Regions from separate parts of the Mus musculus genome. Here all the other regions are linked to region 1. A link is a contact called in public Hi-C and promoter capture Hi-C data. All regions are on one chromosome and are shown on one strand. The core of a region is the stretch at or near the end of the contact, and the rest is flanking DNA. Distances in the headings are between cores, read along the strand shown.

Region 1 (5,067 bases), core at 1,636-4,135:
CAACTATAAAGGTGACATTTTGTCTCCATTAACCTGTCCTTTGTGTTCATCCTCAATTGGTGCTTAATCTGCGCTGGAAGAGGAGAGGTGGTGCTCATTAGGCCCCAGGAGCCCTGCAAAGGCAGAGTCTGTCCAGTGCCTGCCTGCAAAACCATGATTGGGCCTTCTCTAAAACTATCTCTGCTAAGGTCCCCAGGTCCTTCTTTCCTGTACCTGCCTCAGGATCATCCGGCCTCCCCCACGCTCTAGCCGTGCTTCCAACGGAGACCTCTCAGAATGTCAGACCAAAACTAAACATAGGTGGCTGCAGATGTGGTCTTGCTGGCACCAATCACCTAACCTCCTCTCAACCCACTCCTACCCCCCCCCCGCACACACACACACACACACACACACACACACACACACACACACACACACACACCATGTCTCCTCAGCAAGTACACCACAGGCTGTACTGTGGGAGACTAGAGTCCTCTCCTTTCGAGTGAATGCCTTTAGATCCTGTTTCCTCTACATAGATAGGGTAGACCTCTAATAACCTTCCTAGTTCTGTGTGTGTGTGTGTGTGTGTGTGTGTGTGTGTGTGTGTGTCTGTCTGTCTGTCTGTCTGTCTGTCTGTCTTCTGTCTCTTTCCAGGGTTTAGTGGTCTGGGACTCTCCTCTAAGAAACACTCCCTTCTTCCAGAGCTAACCTCAGCAATTTCAGCAACGTTTCACCTACACTAAGGGGCATTTATCAGAAACCCATAAAGCTTTCCAGAACTCTCCAGGACAGCTAAGAGCACAGGCTCTAAAAGAGCTAGCTAGTGCTAGGTTCAGATCCCCAGTCAGCCAGCTTTGATCTTGGGCAAGTTACTCAGCCTAAGTCCTCATGATGCTGAGGTGAAGTATGTGGCAGCATATACCAGGCCTGATGACTCTCAGCTATCGTGGGATTATCAATACTACTGTTGCTGATTGAACTCAGTTGCTACATCAGCTAAAGTAGAGGAGAAGCTGCCTATAGTTAGAGCAGAGATACAGCCCTTCTAGGAAGACGGTTGATAGCTGGATATTGTGCTTAGCCAAGGGTCGCAAGGTCCTTTGGCAGAGGCCGACTCAAGGGGACCCAAATATTTGAATAGAGGAGGAGAATGAACAAGACTGCACCCGAAGGTCAGAGGGCACTCACCAGGTTGCAAACCCTGGACTAGAGACACCCAACTGCTCAGTGTCGCCTCTGGCCACCAGACCCCAAAGACTTGATGTGTGGCAGCCTTTGGGAGGGGCCGGAGAAATAATATATGAATCGGTGAACCCAGGGCTGATTGTAAACACAAGTCACAGTGACTGTTAATGGCCTCGAGACACGCAAGTGATTGTTCCAGTACCCCAGAAGGAGCCAGTCCAAAAACAGTCTGATTGGTTCAGGGGATTGTGAGCCTGCAAGACTGTAAATGATTACACACTCGGGGCCTGGGCTTGGAGCACTAGCCATTTGTTAACACAGAGAGAGCACATAAGAGAGTGTTTGGGGTTTGCTGGTTAGTTGACTATTTGAAAAGTGCTGTCCTGCCCTCAGGAGATACCTGTGGGGGCAGGCAGTAATGGGGGGGGGGGAGAGCATTGTTTGATACATGGCCAGACACCCTAGCAACTACTGTTCAGAGAGTCAAATAAAGGTGTCAGTTTCACTGTTTTATTGTGCGAACTTATAGATGTCACCTTGAGTGCAGTGGCGAGCCGAGAGTTCCACCATCAGAAACCTAACAAGGTTCACCCCACGGAGCAGCCTGTCTTCGGGGTAAATGGAGAGGAAGCAGAGTTGAACCAAAGCAGTAAGGAAAAGAGAGGACCAATAGTCCAACTATGCAAGCAGACTGAAACGGCGAGGTCAGGAATTACACAAAGCCGGCCGTCTGAGTCCAGTTCAGGATGCGGGCAAGCCCTCTCTCTCACTAAGCCCCCAACCTGTCTCGGTATAGAACACACACTGACAGGTCTCAGGAAACCAATTGTGAAGTGATAAATCACGAAAGCCTGGAGTCATTAAAAGAAAGGTTAAATCTGTTCAACACAACCAGTTTAAGAATACTCAAGAAAAATGCCCCTACATCCAAGCAACCGTACCATTACAAACGGGAAACAGTTCGAGGGGATGGTTACAGGTCTGACATAGTGTCTGGGGCCTCCTTCCTTGACGAGGCTGGATAAACGGAACTTCACCCGAAAACCATATTGAGGTCTTTTTTGCCTCTCTGCATGGTGTTATTTTGGTAGCAGGAAAGCAATAAAAATGGGGCAAGGGGAATAAATGGGGACTTAGCGTTTGTCCTTCCATTAAAAAACAATCTTGCCCGCCAGCTCGGGCGCACACTCGGGCGCGGGCCGCTCAGTCCGCCTGGCTCTTCCTGATGGCTCGCAGCGGGTTGTGGCTCCTGACCAACATGTTCTCCAACCGCTGGCAGTGTTCACGAAGCTGCTTCTCCCGGGGCAGGAGGAAGGTGAGGACCTTGTTGCGGACGATGCCTCGGTCCTCCTCCTCCCTCAGCCGCTGCTTCACTCGCGCCGCCTGCTCCTCCTGCTGTGCCAGGACGCCACTCATCTGGCAGAAGGCGTCCTCCAAGTAACGGATGGCCTTCAGTGCCTCCTCCTTGAAGTCCTCCAACTCCCTTTGTACCCCGGCCACCTTCTGCTGTAGGATCTCCAAGTCGGCCGGCAGAGGGAGGTAGGAGGGCCATGACTGAGACAGGGAAAGGTCCCCAGACTGGAGCCCGCTTTCCACCATCTTCTTGCCCTGTAAGGTATTCACCTTCATAAGAATGGACCCTGCCTGAAAGAGGGCTTCCATTATCTCCTTCTGCAGAGAGGAAGCCAAGAAACTGAGTCAGAGATTTGGGAGCTAGAAACACTATCACTTGAAGTCGTTGGACCCATCTCATTGTGACATCACGACCCTTCAGCCAATCAGAAAGAAAACCCCCAGTTCACTATTTTGCATATTGTTGGTAACCTACAGATTTACTGCGCTTCCCAAGTCTCCTGAAATGAGGCTTTTCATTAATCGGTCACCCAGTCAGAACTGGCGTTCAAGCGTTCCTTTAACCCCGAGGGCAAATCTGAGGGAGTGGAGAAAACTGGCTAAGTCAAGGCAAGCCAGGTCAGGTTCACAGGCTGCCAAGACCGAGCAGTCTCCTACCCCATAAGGAGCACAGCTGATTTCACGGCCTGGTGTCTGGGCTTCCTCGGGCTCACCAATAGGACAAAGGCATTCTTAGAAATGATGGTGCAAGATGCTAGAGGAGTAATCCCATCCCATATCCATATTCCCGCAATGGCCAGATGATGCCAGAATGCATAGGTGATCGACTTACTGTGATAAATGTGTGTGCTCTTAAAGGGTGGTTCACAGAAATGCCCGAGGGATAAAAGTGAGCCGTTCATATTCATTCAGTTAAAACTTCCCGGGTGCTTGCCGGATTCTGGAGCTAGGGAATGAGTGTAAGTAATGTTTCCCAACGTTCCTGGATGGTGGCAGATAGGAGTCTGTGGATACGGGTAAATCGTGTGGTTTTGCCTGGTTACTCTAACAGAGGCAAATGTTCCTAGCCACATGTGGCTCAGTCCAAAACTCTGCCTTTGTATATTGCAGTCTCTTGCCCAGACCTCCCACTGGGACTCCAAACATAAACGCCCCCCCCAACAACCGACCTTGAAGCCAATCCATCTAGAGCTAGATAAATTACCTCTTCAAACTGGTTCCTGCTCTCCTATCCTACCAATGACCCTTCCTGGGACAGCAGCCACAGCAGCATCTAGTGCCAAGTTTTAAATGTCTGTCTCCTTCCCACCTCATGTTGAAACTGACATCCTATCAGCGTTGAGAAGTGAGGGGCTTTTGAAGGCAGAGCATATCAGATGGATGGTGTCATCTCTAGAATGGGGTTCATTACCGTAATCATCTCTGCTTGACCCCTTTTCTGTTTCTCTTGCCACCTTTGCCTTTCTTCCACATGGGAAGGCATAGCATGAGAGTCCTCACCAGACACCAGCTCCCTGATTTTAGACTTGCCAGCTTCTGGGATTACAGAATTACAGGGAAACAAATGTTTTTGTTGTTTTGTAGATCTCTCAGCCTCTGATATTTTATTTTGTCACTGTGGAACAGCACAGAGTAAGCTCCCGGGGGTTAAACTAGACTCTGCCACTTCCAAGTGACCTCGAAGGCTGTTGTTAGGTCTCTTATCTCTGAGCAGCCTATCACCCACCTTCCCGCACTGGAGTCCAGGCTTCACCACTTAGAAGCAAGGTCTCACTGGTAGATCACCTTTCCCCCTAGAGACCCTGTTTTCTTCTCTGCATTTCTGAGAGCTGTAGTACACAGGTCCCTGGGAGAGAAAATCTCTCTGATGGGCAGCTGCTGCCGATTTCCATCGTGTAAACACTCCCAGCAAGGTTAGCTTCAAGCTCCCAACTTGCTCTCTCCCAGAAGTGAAGAACCATCCTGAGCCTGGATAAGTCAACTCTAGCACAACAGGGCCCATGATAAGGGCTGCTGCCTTCTCTGAGACATTGACTAGCTAGTGGCCTCAAGTAGTCATCAGAAGGGGGCATATTGCAGGGACAGTTGTAGCTAAATGGAGGTGAAATTCTGAATTGCAAGAAACTCCATTTACTGAGAAGGAATGTTGAATGGAAAAAGTGGTTACTTTTCTAGGAGCCAGGAAAGCTGGAGTCGGGAACTGCTGTGTGGCCCTACATCAGTTGTCTTCCCTTGCTGAGCCGCCCCCCCCAACTGTGACATGAGAGATGGGCCCACGAGGCCTTCCATACCCCTTCCCCCCAATTCTCTTCCTTCTGTCTCTTATAACTGTTACCTGGGTCTACCATCTGCTTAGGCACGGTAAACTCTGGCAAACAGAGATTTTTGAGTCCCTTAACCTGTTTACCCTCAAGTGTCCTGCCTGCTGCCCCACAAACAGTGGTACTCAGAAGAAATGGAATTTCGGTTCATAGGTGGCTCTCAAATGCCAGGCACCCCTAGCTTTTCTGCTGACACATTGACACCTACTGGCCTTCAGAGAAA
Region 2 (5,056 bases), core at 2,348-4,847, 230 kb after region 1:
TATAGTCCTAAAAGGACAAAGCTAAAAGTTCCACATATTTTAAGCTATATGCCACAACTAGGAAGAGTCTGTCTCACCAGCTTAGACACTTCAGCTTTTCTTACCATCACACTCTTTGATTAGTCACTTGATTAGCTAAGTTGATTAAAGACACAGAAAACAAAACAGCAAATGCCCAAGGCGGCTAACAGAGCTCCTCCTCTGACTGTCAGGAACATCTACCCGACATGTTCACTTAATGAGAGGTCAGAGGCTATGCCTGGAACCAGTCTCCCCCAAAGGTCAGGAGCAAGGTGTCTAAAGGTAGTAGTCTGAATTTAACAATTTTTTGACTTAAATGTCTTTCAAGCTTTAGAATGATGCTCAGAAATTGTAGCTACTAACCGGTTACTGAATTACAGCTCAGTCCCATTTAATTTGTGCAGCTCTGAGAATGTGGGGTCCATCCACTCAGGTGATAGCAGAATTTGGCCTCTGAGCTTACTCTTTCTCGAGCTAGGCAGGATGCCCAAGTTTCCATACAGACTGCAAACAGTTAAGAGCTGAAGCTAGCTCAGGATATACAGTTTCAAAGGCTAACAGATCAGACCCCGCGGAATGCAAATCTTCTGGACAAAGTTCAAACTTATAACATTTGAGCTATTTTTCAATTCTAAACAACCATTGGTAGGATGGAATACTAAAAGAAATTCCTGTCATTCACCAATTCAGATGTTTGTGCGGTACAAACTGGTTTACAGCATTGTTGGAGCTCACTCAGAGGGCCACCCCAGGTCCCCGTGTCTTGAGTAAAATCCTATAGAACCACTAGAATAATCAGTCTCTGAAGACTGCTGGGAGCCCACACTTCCCCACTGGCTAAGAAAGCCAATTTTCCTCAACTTGTTCTCTGAGGGATAGCTGAATAACAACCATGGCCTGCCTTTCAGTGAGGGGATTTATTTCTCAAATATATGTTCTCAGTAAGCTTTTATTTGACTAGCATCATCACATCAAAGTTTAAATTTCATGTTCTAACGCAAGTACACAGCTCTCACCCTGCCCAAGATTTCCTTTCTCTGGGACTGGCAAACAAACAAACTAACTAACAAACTAACTAACTTACTAAAGCAAAACCAAGGAACCAATCAAACAACAACAACAAAACCAGAAATGTTATTTCAACACTCAGGGTGGTAGGATGTGGAACCATGAAATCTCCATTGCTAGAGGGTAAAAGATTCTGTACTGAAACAAATTAGCATCGGTGAGTCATCTCTCTAATGTCCTGTACGAATCACCCATCACATATTTTAAGAGCTACACTTTCACTTCCCACCGTGTTATCTGGTAAGCAGGCAGGTTATTAAAACTTGCTTAAAGATATAAATACAACATGGTGCTCCCAGACACAGAGTTTAACTCTGCATTTCCCTGGTGGGGATCTCTGAGAACTAGAACTGCATGTCTATTCCACCTTTCCATACGAAGGGCCTTCTTTATTCACTGTCCTCAGCTTTAAATTACAGCTCTTCAAAGATTTTTCACAGCACACACTGCATGTCCAGGATTAAATATGAGCTTTCACATCTCCTCATCAGGTGGAAAAAAATTAATAGGCTGGCATTAGCTTTATCTGGGAAAAGAATAGTTCAAATAGCTTTTAAAAGTATTTTGTAGGCTCTTTCAACTAACTTCCCAAAGATGAACTATGGGTTTCTCCTTCACATAAGGGGCTTGCTTTGTTCCACCTCCATCGAGTTTACAGACACCCAATGTAATATTGTTTAAACTGCGTCTAAAACTCATCAGTCCTTTACTGTCAAACGATCATTTGTAAGTAAGCTTTTTCTAAAGAAAGCATTTACCGTCTTTGCACCAACCCTCATGCCAGCTAGTTCCGTACTTCTTTGCCAATCCATTCTTAAGTTGACCATCACTTTCTTTTTTTTTTTTTTTTGACCATCACTTTCTTAACAAACTCATCAAAGCACAATAAAATCAATACCAGATTAAGGATGATAAAGTGGGACGTTCAGGAGTTGCAAAATCTTAAGAATTTCCAACTTTAGTAAGCCCATTTATTTCAATAATTACCTAAAATAAAAATGCTCACATTTGAAACATGTCTTAATAGGACAAGCCAGATTACACAATGGGTAATTTTGAATTCTCCAATTCCCCGTATTAACTCCACCGGGATGGGACCAGATGCGGAGAGTATAATCTTTTGAAGATTCTGCATTTCCAAAGGTCTCAAGCGCCCAAGCTACGCGTTTGGAATTTCACGAAGTATTTAGGAAAACTCCAAAGAGGGAGGCGGGAAGGACACATTTTAAAAACGACTAGCTCCCTAACCTTCAGTTCTGAAGTTTCTGCATGTGCTTATCTCTACTGCTCATCAATGCATTTGCAAACAGAAAGGAAGCAGAGGGGGGAAAAAGTTCCAATCAGGGGTCCCGCATTAAAGTGGTAGGAGAAGGGTATGGCTGAAGTATCCGCTAACATTAGCTTTGAAGTTTCTGGCAAAAGGAAAAAAAGAAGAAGCGAAGACCCCCATACTCCCTATGAGTGACTCATCTAGGGGCTTTGTAAGCGGACTTTGCGCTCCCTCTCCGCTTCCCGTCGCCCACTGGGCCGGAGCGAACGTTCGAGCGGGTCGCGGAGCGAGACTAGCGAGACACGCTCCGGGGAAGGTCGGGCCTGCAGGAGTCCCGGCCCCCGCCGCTCCCCGCCCCCGCCCGGCCCCGCCGGCTCGGGGATTCCCCAAGCTCAATGGGACCGCAGAAGCTGGACAGAGGCGAGGGGACCAGTTGCCAGGGCTCGCCCAGGACTTGGGCTAGGAGCGGAGAAAAGTTTGCAGAGGGGAACCACGCTCGCAACACCCCCCGTCGGGTCCACCCGAGGGGGCGGCGAGAAGGGGGAGTGGCGGCGAAGCCAGAGATACCCGCTATTCGCGGGATGTGGGAGGAGGGTCAGAAAGTCAACACACAAGCACACACACACAAAAAGAGAGAGGTGACGCGAAAAGCGCAAGCGAAAGATGGATGGGTACTCGGAGCGGGACCCGGAGACCCCCTCGCTGCGCCGCGCGGCCCCGCTCGGGCGCGCAGTGGCCGAGCGGCCCGCGCTCCACAGCGGCCCGGCGCCCTCCTTTCTCTGGGCCGCGGGGTGGTGACAGCGGCCGGCCTCCTCCCTTCCCCTTCGGGGCGGGAGGGAAGGGTGTGTGTGTGCGTGTGTGCTTGGGGGGGCCCGGGTTCACCCCGAGGCCTGCTTCTCCCCCGCACCCCGCGAGGCCGCCTCCTTTCACCTCGGCGGCCGGGCTCCGCCGGAGCGGGCGGGCGGAAAAACAAAGGGGGATTAAGGCCGGGCCGGAGAGCGGAGCCGGGAGGGGAGGAGCGCCCGCCCGCCCGAGCCCGGCCCGGCCCCCCTGGCCCCCCGACCCCCCCGGGGCCCCCAGATCCTGGAACAGGAACGCGGTCCAGTTGGCCTCCATGGCTGCGGCGGCCGACCCCCCTCCTCCCCACTCCCCCCGCTCGGGGAGCCTCCTCAGGCGGAGGAGGCGACAACAAAGCGGCGGCGGCGGCGGCGGCAGCGGCAGCGGCGGCTCCTCAACATGGCAGCGCCGAGCGCGGCCACTTCCGGTAACCTCCGGGACGCACCACCGCGGCGGCGAGCGCGGGCGGGGGGGGAGCCCCGGCCCGGCCGCCGCCGCCCCCAGCCGCTTCGACCCCCTCCGGGCGTCCCCGCCGCCGGCGCGCCGCCTCGGAGCTCAGCCAGTGCCCGCGGGCGGTGGGGTCAGGGAGCCCGCGCGGGGGCTGGGGTGGGGCCGGGGGCGGGGATGGGGTGCGGCGTCCCCCCCCGCGGGGGTGTGTGATGCTGCGGTCCGTGGCTCAGGCAGCTGGAGCAGGGGGAGCGCAGGAGAGAAGATGGAGGACGCCAGGGTCTGGCGCTGGCCCGCTGGGCACAGCTGGGCTGCCTCTCGTGACTCTGCCTTGGTACCCGGCGGCGTCGCGTCCCTCTCATACCCCCAGCGGCAGTCAGGGCTTCGGTTGGTCACCTGGCTGTTCAATCGGTCAAGCACATCACAGCTTCCACCTACGAACTAGGATGCTAGCTTCTAGTGTCCCCTACCCTCGGGTATTTTTATTCCTGACCAGCTAAGCCCTCACTCAGCGCTCTTGCCATCGCCCTTTGCGTGGTCTTCCAATTTGAGCAGGGAATTCCACTAGGGTACAGCCTTAGAAGCGCCTACTGTGGAGGGAAACACTTCCCACGCGTTCAGATGTCATTACTGGGTTATTCTTGGGTGACGGGACCGCTTTCCCATCTTTCCCTTTCATTCCAGATACAGGAAATACTTAAAAACCCCTCTCCCGCCAGGATTAAAAACAAACAATAAAAACGAATGAGAAAGTATAGAGGCAAAATATTTTAGTCTTTTAGTACATTTTTCAATTCCTGCAGCACACGCACACACAAGTCAGACTTCTGGTTGGACAGCGTCAGATGTCACTGAGGTGACCCCAGCCTGTTTGCAGTTCCCAGTCGTCTGTGTAGGAGTCAGCCACTGCTACTGGTTGGAATCTGTAGATCGTAAGCCCATATGATGTCTTGAATGTTTTCTATCCTTTCCTCACATAGAGGTAGCTACTGTGAATATCAGAGACAAGCTATTATTAAACATATATCTAGTCCAAAGAATCTGTGGTGGGGAAATGAGGGGGCAGGCTCCATCTATGATATTTTTATAAAATGTTAAAAAATAAAACCAACTCCTCAGATGTGCACATTATTTCAGAACTTCAACATATTTCAAACTGACTCTTATCCCCTCCAGACAGTTTTAATAAAAGACATATCTTCAACTTCATATATATGTATGTGTGTGTATGTATGTATGCATATATATATATCATATTCATATATATATGAATGACTGATTCAAAAACCATAGTTGCAAAATTCTATGGGAATAGAAACTGAAGAGGTATGGTAATTTGATGTTTTTCCAACCATTAAACAAATATATTTCCCTCCCACTCTTCCATCAGTCACCAGAATAAAGGGGCCAGGA
Region 3 (4,680 bases), core at 1,536-4,035, 240 kb before region 1:
GCCTTGACTGTTCTCCACCTTTGCTAGGACCCCTGGCTCTTTTGCCATCTGGGAAGAGTGAGTCTGGAGCCCCCAGCATTGTGGATGTGGTGGTGGGGATGGCAGGCAGATTTGGAGGAACCTTTGATTAGGACCAATAGTTTTAAGATGACTTTTGCTCTTGGGGAATTTCCAGTATGAGTAAAGTTAGAGGCTCCTGGGGTTTTGAGAAAGCTGCCTCTACTAAGCCTCTCACAGTTTCTGTTTCTGAGACCATTCTCCTCCCTGCCAAGCTTGCCCCTTGCCTAGTGGTCATGCACCAGTCCCGAGCTCTGGTCCCACTATCTCAGTGCCCCGTTTCCCTCCTTGGCTGGTCATCATAGTCAGAATATCTAGCACATTCTTCCACCTGGCCTTCTAGCCTTCACAGTCCAGTCATGTCTAGCTTCCCTCTGTGACTTCTGTCTCACGGTGCCATCCACTTGCTACAGTCCCGTCACTGACCCCAGTCCAGATAGCATGGCTGAAATGCCCTGTATCGATAGCTCCCCCGTGCTTGTCAAACCCAGGTTGCTCCAGCCTTCAATGAGTTCTGTTTAGCCATCCTCCTTGTGACCCACACAGGATGTCTGGCCACACTCCCATGTTATTTCTTTGTCATTTTCTGGTTTCTTAATCTAGACACCACCCCAACTAGCACCAGTGGGTATCATTGGTTTGCTTGGTCTCCCTGGGTGTTTAGTTTGGTCAGTGTAGCTGATCTATGGATATCGTCAATACACACCTTCTCGGCTTGGGATGGGCCTGTTTCCTTGGTTGATCTATTGAAGGATGACAGGTGAGGATGTTGACTATGGGAAGAAGGCAGAGGCATGGGGGTGTGATACAACAGCAGAGTTACTGGACAGATGGAAGCAGATGAAAGGAGTGCACCCCCTTTTGGAAGTGTCATGCCCTAAAAAAAGAAGATCAGAGAGACTAAACATAGCTAAATGTGTTTCTCTGAGGAATGATACGAGGAAGATGTAATTTGTCACCGGTACATGTCACTTCCTAGCTGGTGCTCCTTGGTACACACTCATAGAAGGCCTGGCGGTTCGTGGTAGGCCAGTGTGTTTCTGTTTCTTTCTTTTCTCTTTCTGGATATGGGTCCAGAGGGCAGCTTTCAAAGGACCTCCGGCTTCCGCTTGACAAGAAGATGATGGATCTTGCCAGAAAGTCCTTAGTTCTGAGTGGAAAACATTGCTTGGCTGGCTGGGACTGTGGTTCACTGGTAGTGGTAGAACTCTTTTGTACCCCAGCAGGCCACAGGGGGTTCATCCTTAGCAAAGAGGGGAGTGGGGGGAAGAGGGAGGGAGGGAAGAGAGAGAAAGAGTGAATGTAAAAGAGAACAGGGATCCATTGTCAGGCAAGACAGAGCCTGTGATCCTGTCCCTAACATGACAGTGTGACAATGTCTTGAACCCTCTTGTTAAATGGTGTCTCCTTGCTTCCTGCTGGCAATTTCTATTTTATCCCTACTGTCCCCGTCTCCACTGCCCTGACTTAGACTACCTGAGTGTATCCCTTTTTTGATGGAGCCTCCAGGAATAGTTTTAAACATAAAGCTACTGCCTGTTCTGCTGCTGTCGTCTTTCCACGTAGTACAGTGAAGGACTGCTTCTGAAACCTAAGCGAAGATGCAGAGGAAGCATTTTATAGGGACACGAGCCAACAGATCCCAGACACCAGTCTCAAAAGCAGAGATCCAGGGCGGGGCTGTAGCTCAGCAGTAGAGTAGAGCCTTTGCTTGAGTGAGGTCCTGAGTTCAAACCCCAGTGCTATGAGACCAAGCCTCAAACACACACAGAAACAAAACACAAAACACAGAGACAGTTCCCCCTCCTGGGCTCCTTTCTTTAGTGAGGAGGTGGGCCATTGTCCTGGTTTCCTCAGAGGCTGCTTTGGTGTTCTACTACGATAAGACTAGTTGTCCTTATTGAATTTGGGCTCTCCCCAGATCCAGTGGAAGACAGGCAGATGGGCATGGAGGAGACTGCAGCTCAGTGTGAGACAGCTACCTTCTCTGGCCTGTCTTTGCAGAGGCTGCAGAGCCTACCTAGGCTACCAGAGCATCCCGGTGGAGGAGCTGAACTGAGTTGGGCTCAGTTAAGCTAGGTCCCCTCCCTGGCTGCCTCCTGGACTCCTATCCCCACCCCACAACCTCAGTCTTCTCAAGTTTGTGGCCCTCTGAGCAGCCTGAAACTGGGGTGTCCTTAGCCGTGCATCAGTTTCTTTAAGCCTCCAAGAAGGCTGAAGAACATACAGCTTTATTACGGTCTGCTTTTAGAGACCATTCGCTCAGCTCTGAGCCGGGAGAAGGTTTCCAGGGTCTATTAGGCAGCAAGTGCTTTGATGGCTTTGGGAATCATAAGGTTGATTTGAAAAATTGCCACCTAATGGCTTACAACTGGAATAAATTTCTCGAAATTGGACCTTGGAGGGAGACTTGGGTGCACATGGTGGGGAGCCTGTCCCCAGTGCACCACACTCCACACTGGGCGAAGGTGCTATTCTCTGTGGCCATCGGGGCCAGGAGTCCCTCTCTAATTGGGCAAGGGACCCTGTCACTCTTCATTTCTCAATTTGGACCCAACATTTAGTGGCAGCCGCTGTGGGGAGGCTTCAAACAGGAATTTCTCCCCACTGGCCTTTAAAAGACCAGGGCCTGAGAATTCTTGAAAAATTAATGGGGTCTCTGTGGGTTCTTCCCACTCGCTGGTAACCCGGCCTCTCCCAGGCCCGCTGTGGCTGAGCGGCATAATGGCCTCCCAGCAGCCGCTCTTTTGTATGCAAATATGACCTAAAGAAGTCCGGGAGGCAGCGGGCCATTGTTGCCAGAGACTGAGATTTCAAACAGCCAGGAGGCTTTAAAATATTCCAGGCAGATATTGAAAATGTCAGCAGCAGGTTTTTTTTCCCCTTCCTACTTACTTCTTACCTAGATCCTCTTTCCCTCCCACCTCCCTCCCCATGCCCCCACCCCACCCCCCCATCCATAAAATATAATCAAAAAGCTGGTAAATAATTTAAAGAATTGCCTCAAAGGATTTGCACACTAGAAAGAGACTCCTTTGCTTGGTTTAAAGTAGGGGGAGACTGTCCCCCTCTCCCCCCATGATATTTAAAATATTCAGGAGTGTCCCACAGGGTCTTGAACTCATAAGTGCCTACATTTTTCACTATGTTCTCATCCCCTCTTTTCTTTATTGATTTTTTTTTTTTGGTTGCTGTTGGCAACATTTAGGTCCAACTTTCAAATGAAAGTCCTATTTTAGATGCTTGTCTTAAGTCAGACCGACTTGAGGTCTGTTACCTTCATCTGAGTTCCACGTCCCTGCTCTCTTGTCTGTGACTTTTCTTCCTATTCGCTCCTTTTAGAGGAACCCCTTACCTTCTGGGCAGAAGGCACTGGTAGCTTAGACGTGGGTGGGGCCTGTTGCACATTTACTTCTAGAAACTTCCTCAGCTAGGACAGGGCCACCAGGCTCACCCTGCTCACCTTGAGAAGGGAGAGGTGTGGTTAGGCCTCTGACTGCAATGGAGTCTGTATATGGAAAACTTCAGGCATCAACCTCTAGGAAGAACTGTGAAATGTGAGTGCATTTCTGCATTCCCCAGAAGTCCTGGAGGCAGGATATGGCTGGCCAAGGGAAAGGTGATTGTGGCTGGTTGATAGAGCCTGCACAAGTATTGGGTGAGTGAAAGAGAGAAGTGTATTGATGTAAGAGTAGAAGGAAGGGCAGGGGGCTGGTGAGATGGCTCAACAGGTAAGAGCACCCGACTGCTCTTCTGAAGGTCCTGAGTTCAAATCCCTGCAACCACATGGTGGCTCACAACCATCCGTAACGAGATCTGACTCCCTCTTCTGGTGTGTCTGAAGATAGCTACAGTGTACTTACATATAATAAAAAATAAATTAATCTTTAAAAAAAAAAAAAGAAGGAAGGACAGATGTCTAGATAGAAGGGTGGATGAAGGCATTTTGGGTGGTGGCCCTAGTCAATAAAGGTCACCTCCCTTCTGCCCTGGTCTCCTAGCTTAGCAACTGCTCCATACTGAGAGGATGGGAAGGGGACTATGGGTTGACACCAGAGGCCTTGTGTGATTTCAGGTGAGTTGAGAGGGTGTGTGCTTGAGGATGCTGTGAGTTCAATACATGATGTTCCTTAGAAACGCATCCCCCATCTCTGCAGCTGGGGACCATTTATCATTAGCACAGGTGGGAGAGGGAAGGCTCCTAGGGAAAGGGTGAGGACTCTCAGGCTCCTAAGATGACGCTTGTTTGGTGACAAATGAGGTGGCCTGACAAAGGTCTCAAAGCCTGGTCTGAGCACTTTGCACGCCTCCATGCTGGTTCTGGGTAGCACAGCTGAGGTTGGCACGGTCTGCCCAGACCGTAGATGGTGACCTGAGAGGAGTCCATAGCTCACCATGTCTCCTAGAGACACCAGACCACTTCGTGTTTTGTTTCTGTAAATGACCTTCTGGTGATTTCTTCATCCTTGAAAACTGGCTTTCCGTGACCCTTCAACATGGCTGCCCAGGACTAGCTCTCCCTTTGTTTCTGTCTTGGAGGCGGAAATAGACCTTATATAGTACACATTGTATAATGTACAAAGTTGGTCGCTGTCTAAGGAGAACTTGGTGGGTGTCAAGAAC
Region 4 (4,631 bases), core at 473-2,972, 170 kb before region 1:
GCCTGGGACAGTATCCCAGCTCCAGCTGTAGGGATCCATCCTATGTTTGATGGCCTTGGCTTTGTCATAGGCAGCCACTCGGTTTGGGAGCACTAGATACTATGGTCCAGGTACTGACTATGAGGAACAAGGTAAACCAAGTCCTAGTCTGCTATGAGCTCCTGTCCTCTGGGGAAAGGGGATGTGTACCCCATAATTTAAGGGTTGGGGCTGTAACTCAATGATAGTGCTTGCTTGTCCAGCATGCACAAGGTCCTGGATTCAGCCTCTACTGCCACTAAGAGGAAACAGAAACGATTTCTGGTACTGCTAAGTGCTGAGGAGAGGATGCGGCAGATAAAGGTGAGGGCTCGGCTCCACTCGGAGAGAGTGGAAGTGCTTGGGAGTGGCCTCTTTGAGGAGGAGCCATTTGAGTTGGGAGACAGAGAATCATGGGAAAGGCATTCCAAGGAGGTGAATTGGCAAGGTCTTGGCATACTGTTAGCACAGGGAGAGAGAGAGCCAGAGGCTTAGATGAGAGCAATAAACATGAAAGAAGGGGACAGGTTAGATCATGAAAAGAAGGTGAACTGGGCCAGGCTTATGTTTCTGCTCTCAAATGGCACCACTGGCCCTAACTGAACAGGAAGGTCCAGGTGCATGATGGGATATGGGGAGGACTGTTGGCCACCATTGCAGAGCTCCAGTGGAAGGCCAGAGAGGCCCGGGGGGGGGGGGAGGGGGGAGGGGACTAGAATCCAAATTCAGAGACAAGACCAAATATTACAATAGACTAGATTGGGGAGTTACTGCTCAGACTATGGACTCTTGGCAACTGCGGGCATGGTGTCATTGGTAAATTTGGTAGGTGGAATAGATTTTAAGAAGAAAATCTATTGTTCTGCTTGAAGCGCCCATGGAATCCATGTGGTGTTTCATAGATAGATGGCTATGCTAGAATTACAATAAGCCCCTCAGTTTTACCTAAGGAAGGGGCTATCTCAGGCAAACTTGGAATGGAGTCATTATCGGTGTAGAAAACAGTATAACAGGGAAATGTGGGGCTCACTTGGTTCCCCAAGCCCTTCACTTCTTCTAGCTCCCAGAGTTCCCTGGGTGTGTCTTTTGCAGCTTGTCCTGGGGATTACTGGACACTGGGCACTGCATCCAGAGCCCAGAAGTGTTACCGAAGTTGCAGAGAAAACAAGTCCAGGGCTCATGGCTGCATCTCTATTACTGTGCTTGGTCTCATCCTTCCTCCAAGGGTTCAGAGGGCTCCACAGGCAGTAAAGGTCCTGGGGAGACCAAAGCCCTGTCCACACCAGTCTTCTTTCATCTCCCGAGGGTCTCCAACTTCAAGGTCTTTACTGTAAAGAGGGGCTCATGTGGACCACAGAGGGCAGACCTGGGGTAGGTACCAGTGTGAGAAATTGGTGGTTTTCGTTTTTGTTTTTGTTTTTAGAGAGAGCAGAAATCTGATTTGTGTTACAGGGTGGGAGTAGGGGCCTAATTGGGGCGGAGAGGCGGTCCTAGCCTTCCTTTCAATTTGTCAAGCTTTCTTTCAAAAGATCTGCCAAAGAAGAAAGGGTAATTAATAGGCTTGAAGTCATTTCCGTGTGTCAGGATTTCTGCCTCGCTTCCAAGTGATAATGCTCGCCGGCTCCAGGCCTCTAGGGAGCCTTCCGTCTTATTAACTTGTCTGGGAGAAACGGGGAGTGGGGACAGCTTGGGCCAGTGGGTGACGGGAAATAAAGATTTGTGGTGTAGTGAGCTGTAAACACCAGGGCCCAATAAGTTGAGAGGAACATGAGGGGCTGGCAGGGAGAAAAATGCTCTCAGACTCCACTTCAGCAGGAAGTCACGGTCTCTGTTTCCTGGGTCTCACGGCCATCTGACCTTCTAAAAGATTCTTCAGTGTAACCCGGGGGAAGAAGAGCACTCTAATGAGCAGCGTGTTGACATGAAGGCATCCATGTGTGTGCACCTCATTTCTCCTACTTCCTACGGTTGCTTAAAAGAAAATAATCTCCCACTAAAATGCTGTTTGGACTTCACGGTAGATAATTCCCTCCAGCCCTGGAAGTGTGTGCCCACGCAGAGACCCCCCAGCTTTGGACTTGGTCAAAGACAGAGCTGTTACAGAGCATATATTAAGTGCCTAATTGCGCATGGCTCTGCCTGAGACTTGGCCCGTTACATGTGCCTGCTTCCTACCCTAGGGGTGTTTCTGGTCAGAGAAAAGAAGCTGGTGTCTGCTTTGCCACAAATAGGTTGTCTCGCGCGGTGCCCACTGCAGGGTAGGCAGTTTAGGTCTTGATTGTGTCTATGGAGAAGGGATCAAATTCTGCCTCCATTTCTGATTGTTCCTCACTGCCATAGCTTCATTAGAGCAGCACCTGGCCCTCCTTTTGGCCTCACCTCCTCAGCTGTAAAATCATCTGCCTTTATCTTCAAGAGAAAGAGAGAAAGACAGACTGGGTACATTCCGAAATTAATATCCACAGTCTACCATTCCTTTTTTTATATATATAAGATGATTGATACTCGGAGAAGTTAGGTCACTTAGCTAAGTGTGAGCTGGAGACTAAGTAGGAACCAAGCAATCCCACTGGATGGTTGGTCAATTCTGGACCCCCATGATGGGCTTATGTGCTTGGAGGAGTCAGTCCCCTACAGTTGGCCTTGAGGTTAGCTAACAAGGAGGCCCTACAGAATGGAGGGAGGAATTTAAAAGTGGTCTTGAAGTAGGCGGAAACTCTAACTGAGGAGACTCAGGAAGAGCTTGGCTTTGCCTTCTCAGTGTTTGAAACCTTGACACCTGAGCAGGGAGGGACAGCTTCTGACCTGGCCAGGGCCACATCTGGGAGGTTAGGCTAACCCTGCTGGCCCACTCCATCAGTGGCCTTACTTGGTAAACACAACTCTGCTAAGCCAGCTAGAGATCCCACCAGGACTGGGAGCCAATCCCCAATCCCAGATCCCCAATTCCCAATCCCAGATCCCCGATCCAGGAGCATCTTGAGAGCCCTGGAGGCGAGGGTGGAGCCTCTAGACTAAGCTCAGAGTGGGATTGGGTGTCTGGCTGGCAGCAAAGGACATCGACTGGCAAAGGGCACAGCAGCAACCTAGGGAGGGTAAAGTCACAGCCACCTTCAGAACCCTACAAGTGCAGGTGTCCTTAGTATGAGAAAAGCAGGTCCACATGGGGCTCCAGGGGGTATGCCTGTGACCCACATACTTGTGTTCTCATGGAGTCTAGGGAAGCCATGTTTGAAGTCTCTTGGGGTCCCAGGGCAGGAAATTGGTTTGTTTTCTTCCTTTAATTTTTTTTGAATCGTGTGCCTCTTTTTGCCTTTTCCTGAAGTAACTATAAACACAGCTCAACGAGGGCCAAAACCCAGCTGAACTCTCTGTTCCTTCTTCCTACCCTTCTTGCCTCTTTGTCTCGAATCTGAAGCCTAGCTGGCCATTGGTGGGAATTTTCCACCCAGCAGGAACAGCCACACAGGGCAGATTCGCTCTTGCTGGAGAGCTCAGAACAGGGCTGCAGTTTGCAAGGCTGATACACATGTGCACACTCGCGCGCGCACACACACACACAGAGCCCTCTGCCTCCTGTCAAGTCCCCCTCTCCTCTTTATTTCTGCCTTTCTGTTTTCCTCCTTCTCTCCATACCCATTGTCCCTGTATTGCACTAGGGATTAAACTCAAGACCTCCTGCATGGCAGGCAAGCACTGTACCAGTGAGCCTTATCTTTTTTCCATCATTTCATTTTTAGGGTGGGGGGTGTCTCATTAAGTTGCCTAGGTGGGCCTTGAACTTAACGATCCTCTTGCTTCAGCCTTGGCATTATGTTCCCACTTCCCAACTCTGTGTCTCTCTTTCTCTGCCGTCTCTTGTCTCTCTTATACATACACAACGCACAGGATCTCATTATGTAACCCATGCTGACCTTGAACTTATAGCAGTCCTCTTGACTTGGCCTTCTAAATGCAAGGATTGTAACCACGCACCACTCACCTGGTTCAGGTGACATTCTCCTGTTAAACCAAAACTTGTAAACTGAGCAAATAAGCAAGGGCTCCCCTTCCTATCACACTGCATGCCGATGGGAGATGTTGGTAGGCTGTGGACTGGGGGTGTACTCTGAGCCTCATGCAGTCTCTGGAAGAGGGAATAGAGGGATGTAGAGAGCCCGTAGATGGGGGCACATTAGTGGTAGCCTAAGGGGAGGCCACTGCTGAGTTGGAAGCCGACTTTCAGCCAAGAGTAGATAGACATCGGCAGCCCTGGCGGATGCTCAGTGTCTTGACTCTTGATGCACCCACCAGGTATTCACACACATGTGGTCATCTCTACCTTCCTCCCTTGCCCCTACTGATGCTTCCCACATAGCTTTCAGGAACAAGATTATGATGTTAATAACAAGATGTCTGATAGTGTCAGGGACTTCCACTGGGCTCCGAAGGTGGAGACCTTTACAAGATGCAGATGCAAGGCTGGAAACAGTAGGCTCTCCAGCTAGGGCTCAGGACAGATGTTCATGCTAAATGCTCCTGAGAGGAAGAAGATCAGGCAGGAGCTGTTTCCTCCAGGTCCCACCTCGCCCCTGTCACCACGGCCAGGCCAGCATCTCACCAGAAGTGCTGGC

Evidence for each region. Promoter capture Hi-C pulls out the DNA fragments that hold promoters and counts their contacts. Hi-C and Micro-C count contacts between places; a contact is called where the count stands out from the background.
Region 2: a contact with region 1 is called in a promoter capture Hi-C map of stem cell-derived epiblast-like cells, with 4 times the contacts expected there. The contact joins the promoter of Vezf1 here to the promoter of Ccdc182 in region 1. A contact is called at or near these places in 3 of 39 promoter capture datasets (the 3T3-L1 cell line, embryonic stem cells and stem cell-derived epiblast-like cells), 1 of 484 Hi-C or Micro-C datasets (embryonic stem cells), 1 of 115 datasets of contacts at active chromatin or transcription factors (pancreatic cancer cells) and 1 of 9 other capture datasets (adipose tissue).
Region 3: a contact with region 1 is called in a promoter capture Hi-C map of embryonic stem cells, with 2.9 times the contacts expected there. The contact joins the enhancer-like site here to the promoter of Ccdc182 in region 1. A contact is called at or near these places in 11 of 39 promoter capture datasets (the 3T3-L1 cell line, the HPC-7 cell line, cranial neural crest and 6 more), 6 of 484 Hi-C or Micro-C datasets (the C3H10T1/2 cell line, the HL-1 cell line, cerebellum and 3 more), 4 of 115 datasets of contacts at active chromatin or transcription factors (embryonic midbrain, extraembryonic endoderm stem cells, forebrain and 1 more) and 1 of 9 other capture datasets (adipose tissue).
Region 4: a Hi-C map of nephron progenitors shows a contact between it and region 1, with 2.9 times the contacts expected there. The contact joins the enhancer-like site here to the promoter of Ccdc182 in region 1. A contact is called at or near these places in 5 of 39 promoter capture datasets (the 3T3-L1 cell line, the HPC-7 cell line, cranial neural crest and 2 more), 3 of 484 Hi-C or Micro-C datasets (the HL-1 cell line, the N1E-115 cell line and nephron progenitors), 1 of 115 datasets of contacts at active chromatin or transcription factors (neural tube) and 3 of 9 other capture datasets (adipose tissue, liver and pancreatic islet).

The regions. Positions count from the first base shown.
Region 1 is chr11:88,291,861-88,296,927 of GRCm38.p6, reverse strand. It overlaps Ccdc182 (coiled-coil domain containing 182), which reads right to left and starts at 2,885. Exons shown (of 1, transcript NM_028859.1): 1 at 1,667-2,885. The coding sequence starts at 2,832. The coding sequence ends at 2,374.
Region 2 is chr11:88,066,820-88,071,875 of GRCm38.p6, reverse strand. It overlaps Vezf1 (vascular endothelial zinc finger 1), which reads right to left and starts at 3,597. Exons shown (of 6, transcript NM_016686.4): 1 at 3,443-3,597. The coding sequence starts at 3,475.
Region 3 is chr11:88,532,591-88,537,270 of GRCm38.p6, reverse strand. All of the region lies in intron 6 of Msi2 (musashi RNA-binding protein 2), which reads left to right. Among named protein-coding and RNA genes, the nearest start is that of 0610039H22Rik, 84 kb to the left of the region's middle. Within about 2 kb of position 2,785, at least 28 of the 459 cell types and tissues checked have an H3K27ac peak or open chromatin away from gene starts, as enhancers often do. A contact at or near this core is called in embryonic stem cells, extraembryonic endoderm stem cells and stem cell-derived epiblast-like cells, where this site is marked.
Region 4 is chr11:88,457,627-88,462,257 of GRCm38.p6, reverse strand. The region is part of intron 7 of Msi2 (musashi RNA-binding protein 2); the gene reads left to right. Among named protein-coding and RNA genes, the nearest start is that of Mir378b, 110 kb to the right of the region's middle. Within about 2 kb of position 1,722, at least 29 of the 459 cell types and tissues checked have an H3K27ac peak or open chromatin away from gene starts, as enhancers often do. A contact at or near this core is called in the N1E-115 cell line and nephron progenitors, where this site is marked.